Regions from separate parts of the Zea mays genome. Here region 1 is linked to region 2. Evidence: chromatin contacts called from public Hi-C data. All regions are on one chromosome and are shown on one strand. Each heading gives the region's core, a stretch centred on a gene start, on an enhancer-like site or on the middle of the called end of the contact. The rest is flanking DNA. Distances are from core to core; before and after follow the strand shown.

Region 1 (6,071 bases), core at 1,874-4,373, 160 kb before region 2:
ATGCGTGAAAAACTAATCAAGCCGAGACCATAAAAAAAAGAAGAATTGGTCAAGTGCTGGGTGCTGCTCTGTGGCGCCCCCTGTTCCTGATAACTCCCAAGGATCCAGCCAGTATATATACTCCGTATATGCAGAACATCTGGAACTCCATCCAGAATCCAAGTTGCTTCGGGAACCTGCAAGTGGTACTGCTGCCCAATAAAGTTGCTTCACGCCTTCGTGTGCAGATGTGCACGTACCTTGTGCCTGTGCTGCGACAGCCCGAGAAGATGCTGTAGCTCACTTGATCCTTGAACAACATATTATTATTCCATGAAAGCTTTCGGCAATTGATTTTTTTTCACAATTTGTCTCTGCAACCTTATCTGTTATTACCCCGTAGTACTAGTTGCTACCAGTTCAAAAGTTACAGTTTTTTTAAAAGAAAAACAATCAAACATCATGGCCATTATATATATACTATAAAGCTAATATACATCCCGTCATCCTCTCGTTTATTTTTTTCAGCCTTAGCCAAACCCAGCAGAACCGATGGGCCGCCGTCTTACTCCAAGGACCCATGCCCATTTTAGAACGTAAGTGGAGGACAGAAAGGTAGCTTCAATTGCAACTAAGGCTATTCACAATGGGGATTTCATGTCACTGTTTCCAAAAATGACACATCAGATTTATGGATGAATGAAATACCCTCTCTCAATAGAGAGTTTCATCTCACTATTTCATATGTCAACATACTTCTTAAATGCTGCATATGAATAACCAATAGGATTTACTCAATTATATGAAGATGAAACAAAACACTCTCAGTGGAGGTTTCACACAGTTTCCAAGATCTTGGAAACGAGTTAACATGGTTTTATCCCTATGAAACTCCATGAAACTCTTCCTTCTTAAATGATGTGACATGTCATCAAAATAGCTGATGTGGCAGACTAATTAATACATGAAACACCCCATGAAACCTCCATTGTGAATAGCCTAAGCGCTAGCCTCCTGTTTCACTTTGTTGTAGGCAAAACAATTTTGTCAAAATCAATAACCTCGAAATTCTTCTAAAATCTTATACTAGAATAGGAGGGGGGGGAAAAGTACAGCAGTGGAGAAGATGCTGATGGCAAATCTCTAACTTTTAAAATATGCGTAGACGCGAGGTTTGCATTGGTGGCTTCAGATATATGTTTATGATGGCATATTGAAATACTAGTATGTACAAACCATGTTGATATTGGTGGCACGCTTCATCAAAGATACCATTGATTGGAATCGGATTACAATAGGAGCTCCTCCCAGTGGAAAGCGTACTTGAGTCGTTCTCAAATTGGCGCTCATGCCTACCTTTTTCAGGTTTTCCTCTCTCTGACCCTGAAGAGTGTTTGAAGAAGAACAGTTCCAAGGCCAGTTTGTTTCCAGGGTGCCGCAATCTCCGACGTCCATTGTGCGCTGCGCTGCTAGTAGTTTGCCGAGTTGTGGCCTTTAGATTTTATTTCGCTTGTGTTGTTTGTGGCCTTCCAGTTATGCTCTTCTTTAGACTTTACCCAGCTGTGCTTTTGTCGGAAAAGAAAGAAAGAAAAAGAAAACATCTCAATCAAACAACTTACTCAATTGTGTCCAGACCTCTGGCTAGCTTGAGATATTTTTTGAATTAGGAATACACAACTAAAAAAAAATGTAGTAGCTGTAGTACCCCCTAAACCTTGACCTAAATAAAGAAGAACAGCACCATCGATAGTACGAAATCTTGATGCTAGTGTATTTTTTTTTCTAGAACATGTTCATCCCTCCACCTCGCTAGACCATAATTAGATGTACTACTAATATGACTTTAACAATAGGAACAATATATTTAGTTCATGTAGGGCAGAGATATTTGCAAATGCCACTTCTACGGAAGTGCTGTGCTCTGTGGAATCGAAAATAAACACATGGGCATAACATAATCATCGTGTAGTAGTAGTAATACACCGGTACTAGAGAACTTTACGCTAAAACATAGTAGTAGATTCGACCTGAAGCACCACATCGTACCTTAAAATTCTCTCTGGTTATAAATACTCAAAAGCTATGTACAGCTTACACCACTTTTCTCTTGCACTGGTGAGTGGAGAGCCTTGCGCCACAGAGAAACCCCCCGCCCGGCTGATTTGGTCAGGTGACCGACCCCACGCCTGCCTCCAAACAACTCGTCGGACTCGGAGGGCAGCGGCACGCCACGCCACGCCATTGGTGATCAGGCCCTAATAAACCAAGGCTTCTTTAGTCTTTACAAACGCACTCACAACGAGTAGATCTGACGCGGTCTTGGCGGCCGCTATCATTAACTAGTGCGCTGATTTAAAAGCCCGCGGGTGTCGAGGGACGCTGGTAGCTGGGCCCGCTTGTCATGCGACGATCGAAGCGCCTGGCGTTGGCACTCAGACGGCGTCCTTGGCGGCGGCGGCGGCGAGGAGGCACCGGCAGAGCGGGCAGCTGGGCTGGGACCGGAGCCAGGCGTCGACGCAGTCCGGGTGGAAGCAGTGGCCGCACGGCGGGAGCACCTTCACCTTCTCGCCGGCCAGCAGCGCGCTGATGCAGATGGAGCACAGCGCCGCCGCCGGGTCGTCGTCGCCGGCCTCCCCTCGGAGGCGCGGCGACGCGGGCGGGCGGTACAGCGTCACGGGCAGCCCTCGGATGGCGTCGGCGTCGAGGCCGGGGAGCGACGGCGCTGCGGCCGACGACGGGGAGCTGGCGTCCGCCTCCGGGTCGTCGGGCGCGTGGCGGCGGTGGCACCTCCAGCGGAGGTACAGGCACAGCGCGACGAAGAAGACGACGGCGCACAGCAGCCCCACCAGCAGCGGCACCGCGCGCCCGTGCACCGCGAAGTTGCTGTCGCCCACGTCCCCGTACCGCCACCGCATCACCACCTGCGGGCTCCCGCCGCCTGCTGCGGCCTCCTGCGCTGCCATTGTTCGGCACACACCGCTGCCGCTCGCTCACAATATGTGGCAGAGGTGCATGGGACGACGACGACGACGGGGAGAAGCAGAAGGAGCGTCGTCGATCGGTAGCTACTCGCTCGCTCGTGTGTGGTCAAGCTAGGCGGGCGGTGGCGTGTGGTTCGCCGAGGCTGGCGACCGGGCGCGGCCTGAGCGATCACGGTCGCGGGGGTGGCAAGTGCGATGGGGGTGTGGTTATAAAATTTGAAAGCGCCCGGTCCGGTCACTTTTAGGGCTTGTTCGGTTAGCTCCCAATCCACATGGATTGAGTGGGATTGGATGGGTTTAAATCCCAACTAAGTCAAACTCTTTCTTAATTTTTTCCAATCCCATACAATCCATGGGTAACGGGATTAACCGAACAAGGCCTTAAGGTTGGCGAGAGGGCGGAGGCTACCGCGCGCGCCAGAGCCGTCAGCCAGTGGGGTAATGAACCAACAAAAGCCTCGATCCAAACTGACGGCCAAATTGCAAAGTGGCAACAGCGAATGAGCGCTAAATTAAATGGACGGTAAGAATCTCTGGAACTTGATTTGAATTTGAGCGGGGAATAACAGAGATTAATTAAAACTTTGGCTCCAACAATATTGTATCCATGCCGACTGCAGTCATCAGTCCGGCAGTCGGCGTGCCGACGGAACGGGACGGTCGGGTCTCTGTCTGGCTCGTTGGACTGTATCCGGCATGGTTCGTGCGTGGCTTCGTTCTCAGCATGTAGCTCCAAAGATTCGGTCGCTGGTTAGGCTAGAGTTTGGATCTGTAACAGTCACGGTAGACTTGTAGGCGTAAAACTGTACTAGCATGTAGGACTGTTCCGCCGTGGCCGGACCACGGTCAATGCATTCAGGCGAACAATTCCGACCTCCATGGCTCCACCTCCGCTGACTCGACCAGCTGTGAATCGGCACAGGTAGGCATGTGTACATGTACATGTACACGTGGACGGGCGTTTGATCGAGGTCGCTGTCCGTTGTGCCTACAAAACGGGTCTAATACGACAAGGCAACGAATGCAATACACCGCCGCCGAACAGGGCCACGCCTTGCCTTGCCTGGGCCCCCACTTCCTAGGGGCCGTCCCAGTGCATATAGGACCTAGTCTAGCGATAGCTAATAGACAACCAAGTAACGAACGTAAATACGCTAGGGCACGCCGCATTCGCAGTTCCACACACACACACGCGCGATCATCAGAATTCAGGCATCAGACGTTTTGCGCCACAACAAATGCTAGAGCTCAGCGTAGTAGGCAGCAGGCTGTCAAACAAGGCAAACAACATCACCACATGTCACAGGGCTGTAGGGGCACAACATATTATTTATTTCTTAAATATTAATCCATGAATGATAAACCAATACTAGCATGTGTATAACAACTGACATATAACTTATATACATGCATTCTTTTCAATTTCTCTAACAGGTAATTACGCTTAACAAATTACATAAATCAATTTATTTTATTGAAGCCATCATCGATGGTTTTGCATCTAGACAACATTTTCTAAAGCGATCTCTACAATATATTTGGGGTAATAATTTCTCCTATTTTTTAAACCACTCCATTTTTTATTATGATACATAATAATAAAAAATAGCTTTTATGGTATTAGGGTCTTCATTAATAAATCTCACTCTGGACCCCTCAATAAACCACCCTGCCGCCGAATGCAGATAGATAGACGTGGTCCGTCGTCATGGTCTTCCGATCCGTGCATATATGGTTCCCGGCCCCCGAACGTCTACCGTGGCGCGCACACACACCAACACCACCAAATTAAACAAAGGAAAGCTCTTCAAGTTCCGTGCTGATGCAAACTGTGCGTGCAATGCATGCATGCGTGGTTGTCTGTCGATCTGTGCGTTCCAGTAGTTGACGCACACGCATTTTTTTGGGCAAAGGCTTTCCACGGCAGGCCGGATCGACATCGACTGCTGGAAAACAAAGGCTGCAGGAGCTACGGAGAACCCACCGCGTATGGTACGCGCCTGGTACGTGCCTGAGACATGCGACGCTGCGTGCAAAAGAAAAAAAAAAGTGCAACCCACCGCGCGCGGTGTGCATGGTCTGGCGACGCAGGTGCAGGGCCGTTCCTGACTTTTGAGGGGCCCGGGACAAGATTATAAACGTAGGCCCCAACACCATAAAAACTATTTTTTACTATTATATATACTCCCCCGTTTCGTTTTAGTTATCGCTGGATAGTACAAAATTGAACTATCCAGCGACAACTAAAAAGAAACGGAGGGAGTATCAACTAATTATACTTGATGTACCACAGAAAGACTTTAGCAGTAAAAAATATAAGTAAGATTATTACCTTAAATATATTTTAGAGATCAATTTAAAAATGTCTTCTAACATTTCTAGATGCAAAATCATCAATGATGGCTTCAATATTTACATCATCTAATAATTTCTTCTCAATACATAAAGTTGCTAGCCCGTCTAACCTTTCTTGAGACATTGCAAACCTTAAATAATTCTTCAATAACGTAAGCTTTGAGAAGCTCCTTTCAGCTGATGCCACAGTTATTGGTATAGTAAATAATATTCGATAAGCAACAAATATATTGTGATAGCAATCCATTCTCCTAACAAACTCAAAAATATATTGATATAGTAAATAATATCCGTTTCTATCCTATATTCTTATTGGACTTTGTGTGCTGTGGGGCCCCTGTGAGATGGGGCCCAGGTCGGCCGCCCCTCCCGCCCTACCTCAGGCACGGCCCTGCGCAGGTGGAAGCGAACGCTGGCATATAGCTAGCTCGCGCTCACAGAGATGATAAGGCTGAAGGCACAGAGAAAAATATAGATCGCGCCATGGGACCCCTTCCTGCCCAGGCCTGAGTGCGGGTCATCCATATCAACTAGCGGCAGAAATCACCATATCTTTTTGCCAACGCCACCCACGGGATCAATCCTATCCCGTCAATAAATTATTCACGCTAACAACGACAGGGGCACGCCGCTGCGAAAGGACTAATAGTATAGCCCAGGCACCGTGACTTGCGAAAATATCCTGCAGCGGCATGGCAAGATGGGACGCCGCTTTCCGTGCTTTTTATGGTCGTGTAGTGCAGTAGCGCCGGACAC
Region 2 (5,738 bases), core at 1,365-3,864:
CTTCGTTAGCAATTTGCATAACATCCAAAGCTTCTTTCATAACTGGATCAGCTTCTGGTTTGTATGGCTCCGGTGGTGGAGAGAGGCCGGCTGTAATAAATATATGATGGTGAGTTCTAAAGGTAGAAACGAACAACAAGGCAAAACGTTTAAAAATAAAAGTACCTATAATCATGGCGCGTTCGGCAGTTTCTTCAGCTTGCTTAGCTTCCTCACGGGTGTCGTGAGATTCTTTTTCATTCTTTTTAATGGCTTCGTCAGCCATCTCACATCCGCCCTTCATCCACACATCGGAGTAGAATTTGCCACCCAGGGTAGAAGCTTCAACTGAAGGGTCCTTAGTATTGTCAGCAGAGAGAATGGATTTTGGATGTGCCACGGCCTTGACATGTTCACACCTAGCCTTTTTTAAGATTGTCTCAATCCCTCGGGCACCGGAAAAAGCACAAAAGTCTCTGCGATTGATAAAGATCTCATCGACAGCTTTGGCTTCTTCACCTATCCATTGGATAACCCCTTCGGGATCGCCGCGAATAAATTTTTGTTCTGAAGAATATGCCCCCACCTTCGCAAAGCTATCCTTTAGCTTATTTGCGCAGTCCAAGGATTTTTCATAACGCCTTTCCCTGGAATCACGAAGCTCCTCAACGTTCTTTTCTAGCCTTGAGCTCGTCCATTCATTTATCTCTTGCTTTGCCTTCGCAACTTCAAAATTTTCATTCATTTCAGCAAGTTTTTTCCTTAGATCGTCAACTTTGGCTTTATTAGTTTCGGCTTGTGCATTAAGCCTGGCTTCACTGACTTTTAGTTTATCTACTAAGGAGAGCATAATCTTATCTTTTTCGAGGGCTTCATTCCTCAATGTGATGACCTCTGTCCGAAGGTTCCCAAGTGCAATCTGGTAGCTTTCGTCCTCGGCTTCTTTTTGAGCCCTTAAAGCCTTACTAAGAATTAAGCCCTAATAGCAAAAATACATGTGTGAGAACATAAAAGCAGTAAGAAAATCAATAAACATAACTTATTTGACAAGCAAGAATATCTATACCTTCAAGCTATTATAAGCAAGGCTGTGTGCAAGATCATCCTTCAACATCGCAGATAAGCCATGCTCCAGCTTTGGGAATCCCACACTCTTTGTCATTTCTCGACAAACAGATAACTCATTGTTATCCGGTAGCCAATATAAAAAGTCATCTTCGTCAGTGTCGTTGAATACCAAGGTTCCTGGGGCATACTTCATATCCCTGGCATATTGCCTAGCTTCGGTAATTTGTTCCTCTGTTAGTTTCTTCCCTGCAGCGTGACACACTATAAATTCTAATTCATCAGAAGGTGCATTAGGGGCAGGGAATTCAGATCCTTCGGTAGTATCTTCGTGGATTCCATAACAGCATCCAATACTGTAACACCCTAAAAAACACCTATTTTGGTATATGAGAAAATTCTTTGAAAATCTACAGTTTAAAGTGTCTTACTAATAAACCTATAAATCGAAAATATTTTCCTAAAAGAAAAATGAAAGGATAATATAAATTTTGGTGGAGTATTTGAATATGATGAGGTATTCTTATATAAAGTATACTTTATTGAATTATATGTTTTGTGGCATGGACCAAAGAATTAATATAATTTATACATGCATTCGTGTAGGTGTTTTTGCATGTACACCTGTTCTATTTATTTGAAACTCAGACTTCGATTCAAATTGAATTTGGAATTAAAAAAACTGAAATAGAAAAGAATCAAGAAAACTTTAATAAAAAAACAGATGAAGGAAGACTTACGTATGCCATGCAGCTCGGCCCAGCTTCTCCTAAGCATGTGGCCCACGTCTCCTTCCAGTTTGTTTTTCTTATTTTATTCCTGATACAAGCACAATTCGTTGCTGATTTGCCTGTCGCCTGACCGGACTCCTCCATGGCGAACGACGCGAACCCCAACCTGGTCGTCCCCTGCTTGAGCGTGTTTTCTTCGTCTTCTGCCTCACCTCTAAACCCGTTCGCAAGCCTGCGGTAGCCGACCGCGGATCCTAGGCCATAACCGCTTATCTCAATTCGTTAGGCCGTTTGAGGCAGTAGCTACATGCATGCTGATCTGACCGCGCGTTCCTCGTTGGTTGTTAGCCCCGTCCCCAAGCCTATATAACCTGATGACCTCACCTTCCCCGGTCGCATATCCTAGAAATCATCTGGAGCCGAGCGAACCGCAAGAACTGAGGGTCGTGTGCATCTCGCCGAGAGAGAGAGGGTGAGTCGAGGGTTCTGCTGTCGCAAGAGTATCTTCGGGTGCGCCATGGCGGGGTGAGTATTTTCTCTGGATGTCTCCTCCGCTGCGTGTAGGGCCGTACGAACTAGAGGTTGGGGTGCGGCAAGGTTGACCGGATGCTCCGGTTATGGCTACCGCCGTGGGCAGAGCCAGTGTGCAGCCGCATTTCGTCTAGGGGAGGAAGACAAGTCGCTAGCCGCTAGATCCGAAATAGATGGATAGGATTGGAGCGCTAGGAACCCTCTTTGTTCATTAAATCTGACACGTCGATTTTGATCGGTGTGGCTCTAATCGCGTCTGCTTGTGTTGGCCGTTGGATGCTTGTTGGGCGGACCCGATTAAATCGCGCTATAACCCTTCGTGCGTTGGGTGTGAACCGTCGGATCATGTGCGCGCGGCCAGGAATAGGATTGATGGTTCTGTTAGCTGCTCGGTTTAGATCTAATCAGAACTGTTGAATGGTGATCCAACGGTGCAAAACAGTTGATACCCCTTCGGTCGTGCAATAATTCAAAAGAGACACTGGCTTACCGCGAGGGAGGTAACATGAGTCTACGTTTTTTGCTAGTTTAACCCTGAGTTTGTCTGTAATAATGTGCGCGACCCAGGAATAGAGAAATCTGATATTTAAATATAGAAATTGATTTTTAGTACACAACTAAATATAGAAACTTGTATAATTCATATTTAATTCATTTTAGCTCCAAATCGATCCATTCCGGTTGCAATAATTTTTTTAATATTGTTCATCATCTAGTACCTTTGTTTAGCCATGAAACTTGAATTAAAATTATTCACTTGAATTACTTTATCCTAGGTACTAAATAAATTTAGAAAATCATAATTAATTCATTTTAACTCTATTTCAATCCGTTCAAGTTGTGTTAGCTTCGTATAAATATTTGCTACACAGTAGCAACATTAATCATATGATATCCCATACTTTTATAATTAGGTAACTAATTTGATTAATCTATGTTTTCTGTATTAGCTTTTCTAATATTAATATAGTATTCTGATCTTATAATTATAATTTGACTAAAATATAATCAATAATCAAGTAATAACTTACAATAAAAGTTGGTTTAATTACTTATAGAATATTCTCTCATATGATGAATACTAATCAATTTATAATATAGTTTAATATTTAAATCACGTAGATCTTCCATAAACCTTAACCGTAACTCCGATTTTAATGGTTCTCGAACCCACGATCTCGTAGAGACGCGTAGAATATTCTTATGCAGTTTGTTCTTATGCTTGGTGTGATGTTAATTTTGCCTATACCATGTTTGTTTGTATTGCTACGACTAGCGTGAGGTTACGTGTCATCTGAAGAGCAAGTTGGTACCTGGTATCTCAAGTCGCAGGCAAGTTGTGCCCTTGATCACTTCTTTTTACCCAGTCATGTTCTGATTAATCATAATGATCTGCATAGGCTAATTTTGATGGGACCCAATAGGTTACCCTAGTTTGACTATCTTTATACCTTGTTCACCACTAAATTTTGGGTAGTACCTGCTATTGCTTTATGTGGTTTTGGGTATAGAGATACACATTATTCATGATTATACTTTTATTATCAGTTGTTATTTACTGTTCATGTTAAGATCATTATGTTAATTGGAACATGGAGAACCACCCGGGAAAACAGTGCTACAACAAGGGAGGAATGGGACCCCTTGGCTGACTAATTAGGAAAGCTAATGGAGGACCTTACCCGAAAGGGCAAGGGCAGTAGGGGAGTGGTCGGTGTAGGGAGCTCCTCAGGTTGATTTTGCTGCGATGGCGGTCAGACGAGGGATTCCTGCATTGGAGCCTCCTATAAACTGTAGCGGGTTTTCTGAAGCTAGTGGAACTTTGTAAAGGCCTCGTAGTGTTACCCTGCCTTGCCTCCTCGGTAGAGGTGTATGGGATTGGCCGTCTCTTGGCAGATGGGTAACATGACTTGTGGGTAAAGATGTGCAACCTCTGCAGAGTGTAAAACTGGTATACTAGCCGTGCTCATGGTCATGATCAGCTCGGACACTCACATGATTAACTTATGGAACTAAATTCAATTTGCCATATGCATTGCATCGCATGTGATGTTGTTACTTTTGTTCTACTACTTAATTGGGTTGGTATTTACTTATATTTAGTAACTGCTAATAAATTTTTGACCAACTTTAAAAGCAATGCGCAGCTCTAACCATCATCTTTGGTAAGCCTTACACTTCACATGAGCTCCCACCTTTGGCGAGTTCATGCACATTATTCCCCACAACTTGTTGAGCTATGAACGTATGTGAGCTCACTCTTGTTGTCTCACACCCCCCATAGGTCAAGCACAGGTACCACAGGATGAGGCGCATGGAGGATGCTGTGACGAGTTCGTGAGAGGTCTAGGTCGTCGTCTCCCAGTCAACTTTGGGTTGCTGGACCGTTGTCTCCTTATAATGTAACTATTTATTTATTTTGTACAGAACTCCTGTTATGTAGTAAAGATATGACATTCGATCATGTGCCATGATTCATCATATGGGTGAGACTTGGTCCCAGCACACCTGGTGATTATATTCGTGCCCAGGCTTTGGACCCCGAAACCCTGGTGTGACAAATACACTGGCCATTCTCATCCTCTTTGGAGTTATTGCAACAATATTTTCAACCTTCGGCAGTTCCGCTTCTTGCAATAAATTCATGGCAGTTTTCGGATGTTCCGCTACTGTCTTCGGGATCGGTTCTTCAGCCAATTCCACCCTAGTTTCGGCCGTAGTAGGGTGACCCGGCTCAACAACAGAAGAAGGTCCTTCAGCAAGCTTCGCCACTTTGGTCGTTTCAATGTACATGGGTCGATGCGTAAAAACTTTAACCTTTTCCCCTTCGGTGTAGCAGAGATAGCCGAAGCAGCAGCCTTCCTCTTTTTCCCTGCTTTCGCGAGGGATAGCAATAGTCTGGGTAAACAAAACCAATAACATCAAAAACCCTGTTTAACATTTTCTTGTCTCGCCCTCCGAAGGCAGCCGTCATGGCATCATCTTCGGTCCTTGAGTAGGCACCAAGTAACTCATCGCTAGTTGTTTCGATGGCATCCAGCCAATCGTCATTCGGCTCATCGAACTGGCTCCTGTACTTGAATGTGTACTTCAGATAGACCAAGCCACCTTTGCTGGACTCAGCAGTAGTTTCCTTCGGCACCTCCCACCCACTTGAGAGCGGCCATACTCTATAAGCAATATGCTCTTGGACTAAGTCCCTGAAGCCTATGTAGGTACATACTGTATTATAAGCAACTCAGCACACTTGAATCTCGTTTCCAAGGGCAAGAGATGGTTTTCTAATGCTGAAGTGAGACCATATGGGACGTTGGATAATCCCCTTGATATCTTCTCTCTCAACAAGGTCATTCTTTACATAGAACCATTCTTGCATCCAGGCTCCTGGTCATCTCTTGTGAAACATTGGCACTAGACTGCTTACTTCAGAAT

What was found. Hi-C and Micro-C count contacts between places; a contact is called where the count stands out from the background.
Region 1: a Hi-C map of ear shows a contact between it and region 2, with 2.1 times the contacts expected there. The contact joins the promoter of LOC100502077 here to the enhancer-like site in region 2. A contact is called at or near these places in 4 of 25 Hi-C or Micro-C datasets (ear, endosperm, leaf and 1 more).

What each region holds. Positions count from the first base shown.
Region 1 is chr6:163,999,825-164,005,895 of Zm-B73-REFERENCE-NAM-5.0, reverse strand. It overlaps LOC100502077 (RING-H2 finger protein ATL66), which reads right to left and starts at 3,123. Exons shown (of 1, transcript NM_001196612.1): 1 at 2,310-3,123. The coding sequence starts at 2,942. The coding sequence ends at 2,412.
Region 2 is chr6:163,838,332-163,844,069 of Zm-B73-REFERENCE-NAM-5.0, reverse strand. No RefSeq gene overlaps it. Among protein-coding and RNA genes, the nearest start is that of LOC100273472, 94 kb to the right of the region's middle. Within about 2 kb of position 2,614, at least 19 of the 20 cell types and tissues checked have an H3K27ac peak or open chromatin away from gene starts, as enhancers often do. A contact at or near this core is called in ear, endosperm, leaf and 1 more, where this site is marked.